Linked DNA regions of Mus musculus: regions 2, 3 and 4 are each linked to region 1. The links are chromatin contacts, called in public HiChIP or PLAC-seq and promoter capture Hi-C maps. All regions are on one chromosome and are shown on one strand. The core of a region is the stretch at or near the end of the contact, and the rest is flanking DNA. Distances in the headings are between cores, read along the strand shown.

What was found. Promoter capture Hi-C pulls out the DNA fragments that hold promoters and counts their contacts. HiChIP or PLAC-seq counts read pairs in DNA pulled down with a chosen protein or histone mark.
Region 2: a promoter capture Hi-C map of pre-B cells shows a contact between it and region 1, with 2.3 times the contacts expected there. The contact joins the enhancer-like site here to the promoter of Eogt in region 1. A contact is called at or near these places in 2 of 39 promoter capture datasets (the C10 cell line and pre-B cells), 1 of 484 Hi-C or Micro-C datasets (the N1E-115 cell line), 5 of 115 datasets of contacts at active chromatin or transcription factors (bone marrow-derived macrophages, effector CD8 T cells, embryonic stem cells and 2 more) and 2 of 9 other capture datasets (adipose tissue and liver).
Region 3: an H3K4me3 HiChIP or PLAC-seq map of embryonic stem cells shows a contact between it and region 1, with 21 read pairs. The contact joins the promoter of Frmd4b here to the promoter of Eogt in region 1. A contact is called at or near these places in 2 of 39 promoter capture datasets (the C10 cell line and pre-B cells), 6 of 115 datasets of contacts at active chromatin or transcription factors (bone marrow-derived macrophages, embryonic stem cells and memory CD8 T cells) and 2 of 9 other capture datasets (adipose tissue and liver).
Region 4: an H3K4me3 HiChIP or PLAC-seq map of bone marrow-derived macrophages shows a contact between it and region 1, with 3 times the contacts expected there. The contact joins the enhancer-like site here to the promoter of Eogt in region 1. A contact is called at or near these places in 2 of 39 promoter capture datasets (embryonic stem cells and pre-B cells), 7 of 484 Hi-C or Micro-C datasets (B cells, the MNK3 cell line, embryonic stem cells and 2 more), 4 of 115 datasets of contacts at active chromatin or transcription factors (bone marrow-derived macrophages, extraembryonic endoderm stem cells, large pre-B cells and 1 more) and 2 of 9 other capture datasets (adipose tissue and liver).

The regions. Positions count from the first base shown.
Region 1 is chr6:97,147,624-97,150,503 of GRCm38.p6, forward strand. Eogt (EGF domain-specific O-linked N-acetylglucosamine (GlcNAc) transferase) reads right to left here and starts at 1,263. Exons shown (of 18, transcript NM_175313.5): 1 at 1,209-1,263; 2 at 254-635.
Region 2 is chr6:97,463,008-97,465,777 of GRCm38.p6, forward strand. The region is part of intron 1 of Frmd4b (FERM domain containing 4B); the gene reads right to left. Among named protein-coding and RNA genes, the nearest start is that of Frmd4b, 23 kb to the right of the region's middle. Within about 2 kb of position 1,339, at least 108 of the 459 cell types and tissues checked have an H3K27ac peak or open chromatin away from gene starts, as enhancers often do. A contact at or near this core is called in adipose tissue, bone marrow-derived macrophages, liver and 3 more, where this site is marked.
Region 3 is chr6:97,486,407-97,489,543 of GRCm38.p6, forward strand. It overlaps Frmd4b (FERM domain containing 4B), which reads right to left and starts at 1,414. Exons shown (of 23, transcript NM_001346637.1): 1 at 1,187-1,414. The coding sequence starts at 1,348.
Region 4 is chr6:97,437,579-97,440,441 of GRCm38.p6, forward strand. The region is part of intron 1 of Frmd4b (FERM domain containing 4B); the gene reads right to left. Among named protein-coding and RNA genes, the nearest start is that of Frmd4b, 49 kb to the right of the region's middle. Within about 2 kb of position 1,558, at least 82 of the 459 cell types and tissues checked have an H3K27ac peak or open chromatin away from gene starts, as enhancers often do. A contact at or near this core is called in B cells, adipose tissue, bone marrow-derived macrophages and 2 more, where this site is marked.

The DNA.
Region 1 (2,880 bases), core at 13-2,512:
CAAAGTCAGAGCCCAGGGTCCCCTGGACATAGTAACCCACGGAGCAGACACTAGTGGTGAGCAGGAAGGAGGTAGCCCGCTTCACACCACATCACTCAATCCAGACCAACAGGATAATTAGCAGAGAAAACATTCCTAGGACCAAAGCCTGTTCCTGGTTCTCATTGCAGTAATCCTGTTCTCTGATTCCCGGGGCTGCCTGGACCAGTGCCAACCTCAGGATCACAACAGGCCACCCAGCCCTTGGACTAACCTTCTAGGTCGCGGCTTGGAGCACTAGGTCCTAAATTTCGGGTATCCAAATCCACAGCTCTGCAATGCGTTCTGCCGGTTAACAAAACTTGACCATTCATGGAAAAAAGTAACCCTTGGCCGTGGGGAAAATCTAAAGGAGCAGATCAGAAAGTTGGCTTTTGCAAGGGAGGGCATGTACCCACTTGCATATGCTGGGTGATGGTTCCCTGTGGTGCATGAAAGTACAACTTCAGGGCCTGGCAGAAAGCCTTCCCGGAGTTGAGTTCTCTGGCAAGACTTGGCAGGGATGAAAGCTTTAGTAGGTTAGGCTACCGCGTCTTTTTGCACAAAACGGTCAATCGCGCTCCACTCGTGTGTGGCTTGATTGGATTTTCACGGACCTAAAAAGAGAAGAGGAAAAAAAGGTAAAAATCTGAACGCCGTAAACCATGAGAGCTGGGGTTACTAGGACTACCACATGAATGGCTTAGGGCATTGCTGGGCAACAGAGCCAGCAGCGGACAGATGAAGTGCATCTGGGACTCAAAGACTATCAAGTCCCAAGGTAGGCAAGCAGACAGAGCTCAGACAGAGCTCGGCTGCCTGAGGCGCCGAAGTGGCAATCCTGCTGTGGCGATCCTCCGGTTGTCTGCGGAACGTCAACCCCTCCCCTGTGTAGCGGAGTCAGCCCCTCGCGCCCGGCAGCAGCCAACCCTGCCCCGGGTGCTTGGGGAAGCAGCTGTCTTAGGAGACGCTCGGCTCCCAGGTGTGCCTGGAGAAGCCACTCCGCCCCAGCATGGGGATCGAGGCAACAGGGCAGGCCTGGCTGGGCATCTCCCTAGCCTACAGCCACCGATCAACTCCTGGTAACCAGCTGAAGGCCGCGGGCTGGGATCAGAGTCCCAGAGTCAGGCTGCGGGCCCACGGGGGTGCAGGCGCCGGCCAGGAACAGGCGGGGAAGGCGCGGGGCCCACCTGCAGCTTGACTAGGGAGCGGCGGCGGCGGCAGTGGCGGCAGCTTGGGAGTAACGAGACGTCACCGCCGGCAGCCGCGAACCGGAAACCTCCGGCGCCCAAGCCGGGCCAGGGGGCGCCCGGGAGCTGCCGCGACACCTTGGCCCGGGGCTCAAGGGCGGACCGGAATGCCTTGACCACACCCAGCGACCAGAGTCTGGAAGGCACTCTTGGACACCCATCAGCCAAGGTTACGGACACCCTGTGACCCACAGCCTGATCCACTGGGGACACCCGCCTACATCCCCTCCGGGACGTGGGACACCGGGGTGCAAGTCCCTGGCTGCTCCTCCAGGCGCTTGGCAGGTCTCCAGCACCAGAGAGTAGGCAGGCAGACTACGGGACTGTTTACATATCACTCAGGGTTGTAATTTTATTGCTTTCCCATTCTGAGCAGAAGTTGCTGCCCTGATTTTCAAATGAGACTGGATGTAGTGGGACACTCTCTGGTGGGTAGTGAAAATACTGTAGATTCCAGGGAATTGTACCTGTCCATGAAGTGTCCAAGTCCAATGGCTACTCTTGTTTAATTTTTACGTTTTTGCTATTTCATGATGATTTCTAACTGCTTGTTTAGGTGATGATTACGTGTATGCATATCTCCCATTCTCTTCCATTCTTGACACCTTGCAGTTCCAGCATGCCTTCTGGAGCATGGGGGAGACAGCCATTAAATTATGATTAAAGGGTTCAAGGGCTGACAGGTGGCTTAGAGTTTTCAAAGCGCTTGTGGGAGCAAGCCTGACGACCCACGTTGAATCCTAGGATCCTACCACGAAAGGGGAGAACCCACTCCCTGACCTCGTTCTCTGACCTCCTGGATACTCACACCTTCCTATACAATACTAATAAATGAAAAAAAGGACCCAGCTTATATTAATGGTGTCAAAATAAACATGCTCAGATGCATTCAGTTCACAAGGCTTACATGTCTTATAAATTTTAAGAAGCTACTATGAGAACTGAAACCAGAACTGGTGGTACAGGCCTGCTGTTCCAGCTACTCCACAGGCTGAGTCATGGAAAAAATTTAAAAAAAATAAAAAATAAAAGGAAGTTCAAGACACCCAGACAACTTAGTGACCACGGAGATGAGTGCTATCCTAACATGTGCACGACCCCAGGTTCAATCCCCAGTAACATACAACATACACATGGGCTGGGCACTTTAGGGAAGGCCTTTCTTTAATCCTAGCTAGCACTTGGAAGGCAAAGGCAAATGGATCTCTGTAAGTTTGAGGCCAGCCTGATCTATGTCGCAAGTTCCAGACCAGCTGTGTTTTATATGTGTATGTGTTTAATATGTATATAATTTGTTTAATATATATCCTGTTCAGTATGTATTGTGTTAGCATGTCATTTACATGTGCCAAACACACATTAAAGAACAAAAGAACATTACAGTAGTTTTTAAAATGCATTTTAAAATTTTTATGTATAGGTATTTTGTGCGTGTATGCACACACGGCCAGAAGAGGGCATCAGATCTCTGGAACCGGAGTTACAGTTATTAGCTGCTATGTGTGTACTAGGACTTGAACTCAGTCCTCTGAAAGAGTACCAGTGCTCTTAACTCAGCCACTAACCACACTAGTAAGCCTGGCAAAGGCGATGGAACCAGGGCGCTTGTGTG
Region 2 (2,770 bases), core at 89-2,588, 320 kb after region 1:
GTGCTCATTTCTTAAGTTTTCGTTCATGACAAGGACTATGACATTGGTTCTTCACAAGGTGCCAGGCACCAGAGCTGGTATTATGGGTGTTCAGATTAGCATTGTGGTTGCACAGGATCCCAGACTCATTAGGACCTCATGCTTGATGTGTTTCTTCTTTACCACGGCTCTTTTCCCCCCTTTGAGATAGTTTCTCTGTGTAGCTCTGGCTATCCTGGACTTCACTCTGTAGACCAGGCTGAACTTGAACTTAGAGATCTGACTGTCTCTGCTTCCTAAGTGCTGGAATCAAAGGCATGCTCCACTACCACCCAGCCATTATACTTCTTCTTCTTCTTCTTCTTTTTTTTCCATTACACTTCTTAATACTATTGTTATTATTTTGTGTTGATTGGGCTCAAACTAAGGGCTGTGTGTTGGCTGGGCAAATGTTCTACTTGTCAAGTACATCTCCAGCCCTTGTATTTTTGAGACAGAGTCTCAAACGTCTTGTCTTGAACACGTGACCCTCCCTCCCTCTGCCTCCCAAATATGGGAGTTACAGGTCCTGCCATGCTTGACTCTTGTTGAATAAGGAGTTGTGTGTTTTCCTTTTGCATAGGGACTCTCTGCCTGGCATTGTGCTGAGCAGGAGAGGCAAGGACTATGACCACAAGTCATGATAAAAATGAGGGCCAAGGACCCTGCCCAAGGCAGCTGCTTGCAGGGACGTGGGCTGAGCATAAAGCGTGTCTACTATGCTCAGGGCTACGCAGTATGGCACCTGGGAAGCTCTCAGCAGCTACTGAATGAAAAAGAACTTCTGTTTAAAAAGGAAAATCACCAACTACAGAAAATGAATTCATAAGTTCCTAAAACTGGGGCTGATAACACTGAAAGTTTATTTAAGGTCTCCCTGCGATCACATGCTACAACCGTTGGACTGGACAGTACGCCGTGTCCAGGAAAAACAGCTCCGATGGAAAAATCTGTTACTCATGTTCTCCTCCAGGCAGAAAAAGAGGGAACTTTCTTGCACAGGGCGGGTTCTTGCTTTCTTAACCACAAATGGAAAAGCCGAGGTGAAAAGCTTGGGGGAGAGCGGCAGGCATCCGGGCTTCTCAGGACTGTCTTACAGCAAGAGGCCAAAGGCACGTGCGGCACTGGACACAAACTGTAAAATCTAATAACTTCCTCATGTTTGGAAAAATAAAGACAAAGAGGCCTTTGAACACCGTGTTTGAAGTCCACTTCACACACAGGGACAGAGACCCAGAGCACTCAGTGCTAGGAGCCTCCCAGCTGGGGGTAAGAAAACGGACTCTGCACCCAGGGTCCGGATTCCCAAGCAGGGACTTTCACAGAGGTTGCACAGACAATGCGAAGAAAGTGGCATGACCTTCCACGCAGCCTTCAATCTCACTTCCTTCCTGGCTTTCTGCAGAATCTGATTTTTTTTGTTCTGTTTCGGTTTCCCCTTTCTCTGCCCATTTGCAGTGCTTTGAAAAAAAAAAACTATCCCCTCCTCTTTCTCCTACCCCTCCTCCTCTCCCCTCTCCTCCTCCTCTTCCTCCTCTACTTCTGACACAGGGGTCTTCTCTATATAGCCAGGCTAGCCTTAAGTTAGAGTTACTCCTATCTAAAATGATTTTTTTTTAACGAAGGAAGACTTTATTTAGGGTACACACAGTGGCTGAACTGGCATCACTCACTGTATCCGTTTCTGCACACACCTTTTAATCTGGCCACTCTTGAGACATCTAAATCAGTAGTTCTCAAATCTGTGGCTCTCGACCCCCGCAGGGTCATATAGCAGATATCCTGCCTATCAGATGCTTACAGTACGCTTCATAGGGCAAAATTACAGTTATGAAGTAGCAATGAAATAATTCTATGGCGGGGGCGGGGGTCACCACAACATGAGAAACTGTGTTAAAGGGTCACAGCATTAGAAAGGTTAAGAGCCACTCTCTTTATTATTCCCTCCTTTCTGTCCTCTGGGTCATTGTAAACCAAATCTACAACTCTGGGTAATTTTGTCTGTAAAGATTTCAATATAAAAGATCATGACATTGTTTTTAAATATAAACCCAGATAACTAAAAGAAAAAAAATCTCACTATCTTCACATATCTGTTAAGAGTTCAGATTTCCAATTGATTGATAATGTTCCTTATTTGCTTATTTTTGGGTCAAGGTCTCACTATGTAGTACAACTTGGCCTCAAACTCATGACTACCCTGCCCCAGCCTCTGGAGTACTAGGATTATAAATGTATTTGACTGCATCTGTTTCCAATTCTTTCCCTCTCCTTCTCGCCTTACATCTCCGTCTCCCTCTTCTTCTCTGTCTGAGTCAGGGTCTCTCTATCTCTCTATATAAGCCCTAGCTATTCTGGAACTATCTATGTAGAAACACTGGCTTTGACCTCACAGAGATCTGTCTGTCTTTGCCTACAGAATGTGCTGGGATTAAGGGTGTATACTACCATGGGTGGCCTCACTCCTCCCCAAACCCACTTTGTTGGACATAATATCCAAAAACAGAAACCATAGTTTGACACAGGCCCACATTTCTCTTAGATTTTAGGTAATCTATAGGTACCCCCATTGTTATTTATTTACTGAAGATGTGGAGCTGTTTAGCCCATCAATTCTCAGACCACCCAGCTTGCTGACTGTGTTTCTAAGGCATCTACTGTGGTTCCTGAAGGCCTTGGCTTCTGGCTGGATCCTTTAATCAGGATTGTCTCTTAGATCCTATAGCCTGTGTGTTCTTGCATTGGAAGGATG
Region 3 (3,137 bases), core at 164-2,663, 340 kb after region 1:
GGCAAACCAGGAACACTGAAACCACAGGTTAAAATGTGTGTGTGTGTGTGTGTGTGTGTGTGTGTGTGTGTGTATAAACAAGAATAGCAAGGGAACATTCATTCCTGAGAACTCTTGTAGTCTGTCCTTAGTTGGCTTTTATTCTATCTGGTTGATGGAAGACTATGACTTTTCAAAAATCAAAGCTAGAGTCGCATATGGGACACTCTATGACAGATATAGTTCAGCCCTATTAGGAATAGGGTCAGGTTATGTGTAAGGAATTCAGAGAACTGTAACAAACTATCCCCAGGAAAGAAGCCCAGGTATGAATCTTCATAATTCAACAATGCAGTTTTTATTCTTTTATCTTAAAGGTATCCATCTCCCAGTCAGAGTACTTTTATATCCATTTACTACTGTTCACAAAAATCCAGGCAAGTTGCAATCCCAGAGAGGATGAATGGTCTCCTCATTGGGCAAAGTTGCTGCAGATTTTGCCTGCAAGATGGGGCCAGCCAGCAAAGCAATAAAGAGGCTGTGTTGTGCGACAGATTAAATCCAAGTGTAAGCATTCCAGCGCTCAGCCAAGCCACCCTTCCCTTCCCTAGCCTGTCAGCCTCCCACAAAGTGCTCCCAATCCGCCGCTGTCCTTCCGTCCCAAAGCCAGGCAACACAGAATCAGCTTTTCCTGGCTGTGCCCTGGAAGCAGGGGCTGCCTGGTGGAAAAGTGCAATAAAATCAAGAAGGAAGAAGACAAATTCACTAAGACATGCTCTGACAGCAAGCAATGACGGGAAATCATAGCTTCCGAAATGGCCACCTCCAATGAAATGAAATGAAATAAAACAGAAATAATCCTCTCAACCTCAAAGTCGCTTTCCACAAACGACGTGTTGCAAAGGCTATAAGCCCCTTTACTAGTGCCAGCAGGAACCTCCATCACGTTATAATATATGTTTGCTTGGGGTGGGGTGGGGGAGCGGATAACTCCCAAGTGCCCCCATGCCCAACTGAAAAAAAAAAATTATCAAGCCACAGTTAGCTAGAGCTGCTGAGGGCTTGACCCAAGCGCTAAGCTCCCCGCGAGGAGTTGAAAACAAAGATATGGGAAGCCTGAGGTTATGAAATCATACAGGTGGACCGGTCCTCAGTTGAGCGCCGGGCATCCCCGCAATGGCCCCAGGGCGCCAGCTCCTGGGCTCACCTGGTACACATCCCGCAGCCCGCACCACGTCCGCAGCACCTGGTGGCAAGCCCGCAGCCTCTCGGTGTACCATCTCCGCAGCGTGGACACGGTCAAGTTCCACACGAAGCGGCTGCCGCTGAACAGCAGGTCCTCCACTCCGCACATGAACACCGAAGCCATGCCGCTGCTTTCCCTCGGAGCCTGGATTCCGCGATCCTGGGCTCGCCACGCTCTGCTGTAGCTGACAGCCCCGGGGGTGGGGGGTGGGGGGTCAGATCTGCCACTGAACTCGCCTTTCACTGTGTGTCCCGGCCAGGTTGGGGCGGCATGCCCGGGGATTGGGTGCCCGCCAGCCAACGGCTGCGACTGGCACGGAGGCTGTGTCACCCCGCCCGCCCCCACCCAGCGCCAGCTTCCTAAGCTCCGCCAGGCCAGCCCTGGGTGCTCCCTGGGCGCGGGAAGCCCTGGCCAGTGAGGACTCCCCGCTGAGCTGCTCCTGGGCACAGGGCCGCAGGCAAAGCCCAGCAACTCTTTGCAAGCCTAGTAGGGAGCTGCATTTCAGCGCGCTTGCACACACACACACACACACACACACACACACACACACACACACAGAGAGAGAGAGAGAGAGAGAGAGAGAGACACACACAGACACACAATCACACACCTAGACCTAGCCCCGGGACACCTGTATTTTACTCTTTAAGGTCGCTCTGCCTTGCATCTTGCTCTGTCCACACCTCAGTGATAAACACCTCTGGGGAAGCTATAGAAGCAGAAGACCGGGAAGAAAAAAAAAATCCTGCAGCATCTCCCTTTAGATCTCACTCCCGAGAGAATTGTGCGTGTTTTCTTGGCTCTGCTGAAACCAGATGAAGAGCCTCAAAGCAACAGTGTGTACGCGCCTCCAGCCTCTCTTTGCTCCTAACTTGAAGGTCTCCAAGAAAATGCCAGCCTGCCTTGGCCACCAGCAAAGCAGGTTCCCTGATACCCTCGTGAGGCCAGTTTCAGGGCAGCTGTGGGCTCAGAAGAAAAACAAGGCTTCTTTGATCCTCTGGCAAACAGCATTCAGTTAAGACTCCCTAGGAACCAGAAGCTTCGAGAGAGGATCCCTGGTCAGTTTGTACAAAATTCTACCTCAGGATATACCGGGCCACAGATGGCATCACACATCCGACGGGGGAGCTCACTGCTCAAAAATAAATACGAAATAAGTACATGAATAGAAAAATAAAAACTCGTCCTCAGCTCCAGAAGCCCTGGGACAATTCGTGCTTTTTAAGGTCTCCACAGGGAATGATAAGTCTCTAAGGAGTTTGAAAAGGGAATCTAAGAAGTCCCACACACCCGAGTCTGTATTTTTCCTTGAGAATGTTTGCACATTGCAGTCCCCAGAATCCCATCCCATTTCCAGAGCAAGCTCACTGCAGCTGGGAAGCAATCCTAATTACACTCACTGGATCACGTGTACACAGACGTCTCTACACGAGAGGGAGGGGCCCAGCATCAAGGGGCGGAGTCAAGAGAAGGCAATGGGATGATTATGATCAAATGACATTATCCATGTGTGAAAGTGTCCTGAAGCCCATTATTATATAATTAATACATGATGATGAGGAGGAGGCGGAGGAGGAGGAAGAGATAAACAACCTACTGCCCCAGATTTCAGGATGGAGGTATTTCTCTCTGAATCTACCTTGTTGGACAATGGTGAGCATTTCATTGGTCGACTCACACCTGTGCTATTGTCTTTGCTATTAAGTGGCTGAGAGGTGAGATGCCAAAGCTTTTCTTCCGAACTAGCTCCAGAGGCCTCGGGACAGATTATCTGCCAGTCAGTCAGTTTCATTTCAGGTTTCAAATGTGCCCTTAGCGTCTTAATTCCGGCCAAACACCAGGAGCATCCAAAACGACAGGAAAATCTGTTCTCAGAGCACCTGTGGGTTCCAAGGTGGCTATAACTGGAAAA
Region 4 (2,863 bases), core at 308-2,807, 290 kb after region 1:
TTTCTTTTGGAATATTAAGATGTCAAACAGGCTTATTCAAGTCGAAAATCAACCCATTAGTCAAACCCTGGAGAGGGCAGCAATCCAATATCTGGGTTTAATGCCTTTCTTATTTCCTTGTCATAATCAATAAACTAACTCAGAACCACTCACTGTTCAGGGATGAGGGCAAAGCTCAGCAGTGGCGTGTTTGCTGAGAAAGTGCGAGGCACCGCACTTCATCACCAGGACTACAAACACACCAAGTAAAGCAGCCCCGTGCCTGAAGTCAGCGAAGGCTGTTGTCCAGCTCTTGGTTTTTGTATGATTGTGACCATTCAGAGTTGAGCTTCTTAACTCTCAGACACACACAGAAAAGAAACTAACATATGCAGATAGATTATTTTTATCAAGTGTGTTTATTTACCTACTTGATAGGTATTTAATGTTTCTATTTATTATTTGAGAATATCATGCAACATAATTTGAACAATACTCTTTCCCTTCTCCCCACTCCTCCCACCAGATCCTCCCTTAAAATAATGTTTTTAAAGTGGAGTATTTGTTGTATATGGTACTGGCTTTCATAAGGTCGTTTTCATGCAAGCATATGATGCGCTTTGAGTGCATGCCCCTTCCCCATTTCCTTCCCTATCCACCCCCTCACTAGTTCACTTGGGTCCCTAGACTGTTTCGGTCTCACTTTCGGGCCACATAGACACACACAATTTTACACCATGATTCTTTGTATGTGAGAGTGTGGGTACATGTGCCCATGGGTGTTCGCAGAGGGAGGACAAGGGCTAAGCATAGTTCTTCAGGTGCTGTCCACCTTGGTTTTTTGAGACAGTCTCTCACTGTCCTGGAGTATCCAGGTTAGGCTAGGCTGCTGGGCCAGCAAGTCCAAAGGTTCCACCCATCTCTGTCTCCCTAGCCCTGGGATCACAAGTAAGGGTTGGCATACATGTTTTGTCCTGCTTGCTGTTGTTTTGTTTGAGACAGGGTCTCTCTGTGGAGTCCTTGCACTCACTATGTAGACCAGATTGTCCTTGAACTCACAGAGAACTACTAGTTTCTGTCTCTGTAGTACAGAGTGCTGGGATTAAAGGTGTGCATCATTATGCTCAGCCCATGCATGGCTTTTATATATATATATATATATATATATATATATATATATATATATATATATATATAAAGTGTTGTGGGGATCAAAGTCAGGCTCAAGTACGCTCCCCAGGCCTACCTACATCATGTACGTTTATCATGTACTGTGTTCTCACAAGCACCCCATGAAATAAACAGTTTCAACTTTCTCTTTTATGGTTGAAACTGGACCCTCAAGAGTTTGAGAATAACTCATTGAGTTCCCAACAGGTAATGAGAGGCTGAGTCAACTCAACCAGGGGCTCACCAGATGACAGGAAAGGGCCAAGGCTGGGGTTGTAACTGCACAGATGGAAGTGTGGTGGGAACCACATCTTCTCCCTGGAAATGGTCTGAAGGTGCTTCTGCAACCAGTCCCTCCCGAGGGCCCAGAGAACACTGTCGAGTTCATGGCCACAGAGTCCCTCGGGTTATTTCTGCAGTTACTTCCTCTTTCTTGAAGACCAGTGGTTAGGCAGTATTTTTAGACATTGTGGTACAGTATCAATGAGTCCAAAAAGGAAAAAAGAAAGAGAAGAAAAAGACGAGGAAGGCACAAATGCTGGAAACAGGAAAAGTCACCAACGTATAACCAGGGTGTAACCAAGATGCGCTGTGGCAGGTCTGCAGCACAGGTTAGCCGCCCTCCACAGTGGAGTTGGAGAAAGTGGAAATTCTGGCGTTGGGCTTATGTGAGAAGCAGACAGCCTGTGGTCTGGAAACTTATAATAGTTCTGCCAACGGTTTTCTCCTTTCCTGAGAAAAACAGCCAATAGGGAGAGGCGGGGGCAGAGCGGCTTTCAAGAATTTTAAAAAGTAACGACATGGGCTGTCCGGGGAAGGGCTTTTCCAGATGAATGGCTGTGCTTGTGATGAACAGACACGCAGGCCACCGCTTAGTGCCCGAATAACAAGCCCAGCAAGCCTGACTCTGAGCCTCTGCAGGGCAAACGGATTCTGTATGTCACAAGGAAACACAGATAAACCTTAGAGGTCCCCAAACCCTCTCAGCCCCTATTCTGAGCACCCGGCTCTGCATCCATTCCTCAACTCCATTCAAACCTCTGATTGGTGTCTATCAGTCTCTCTGCTCTTTGCAATCCATGTTCAAACACAGTCTAAAGAAGTCCTCAGGGGACTCACAATTAGTAAAAACGGACTGTGTTAGAACCAGAGTCCTGGCCTGTCTCAAATTAGTTGGTAGAAAATATACCAGGGACAAAGGATTTAGAAAAGTTTACCAAATTGTGAAAAGTTCAGTTCATTTGGGCTTTTGGAAAAAATAACCTTTCCCACCCCTTGCCTCATTTCTTTCCTGCTTGCGTGTTTGTACTGGAGATGGAACCCAGGGCCTTTCACTCACTAGGCTAGTGCACTCCCAGTCCACTACTGCCCCAGTCCACAGAAACTTGAATCTCAAGACCCAGGCCTCATATCGTCACAGAAGAAACACCCCTCTCAGCCTAGAAGCTACCAGCACGCAGTCATGAACATGTCTTGTCTTGTTGCTATGTAGGCTCTGATTTTAGCCGGGTTTGTGGAGTCCCTCTGAAGTTTTATCATGGAATTAAATGTTAGCGAAATGAAACAAAATAAAAGCTGGGCGACCACAGGTTAGGAGAAGACGAGACTAGTCTTCCCCTCTACAAACAAACAAACTAAATAAAATTATCAAGCAGCAGGGGAAGGACGGGAGCAGGAGCCCTTTTCGAGAGGCTGTGTGATGGGACCAATGACA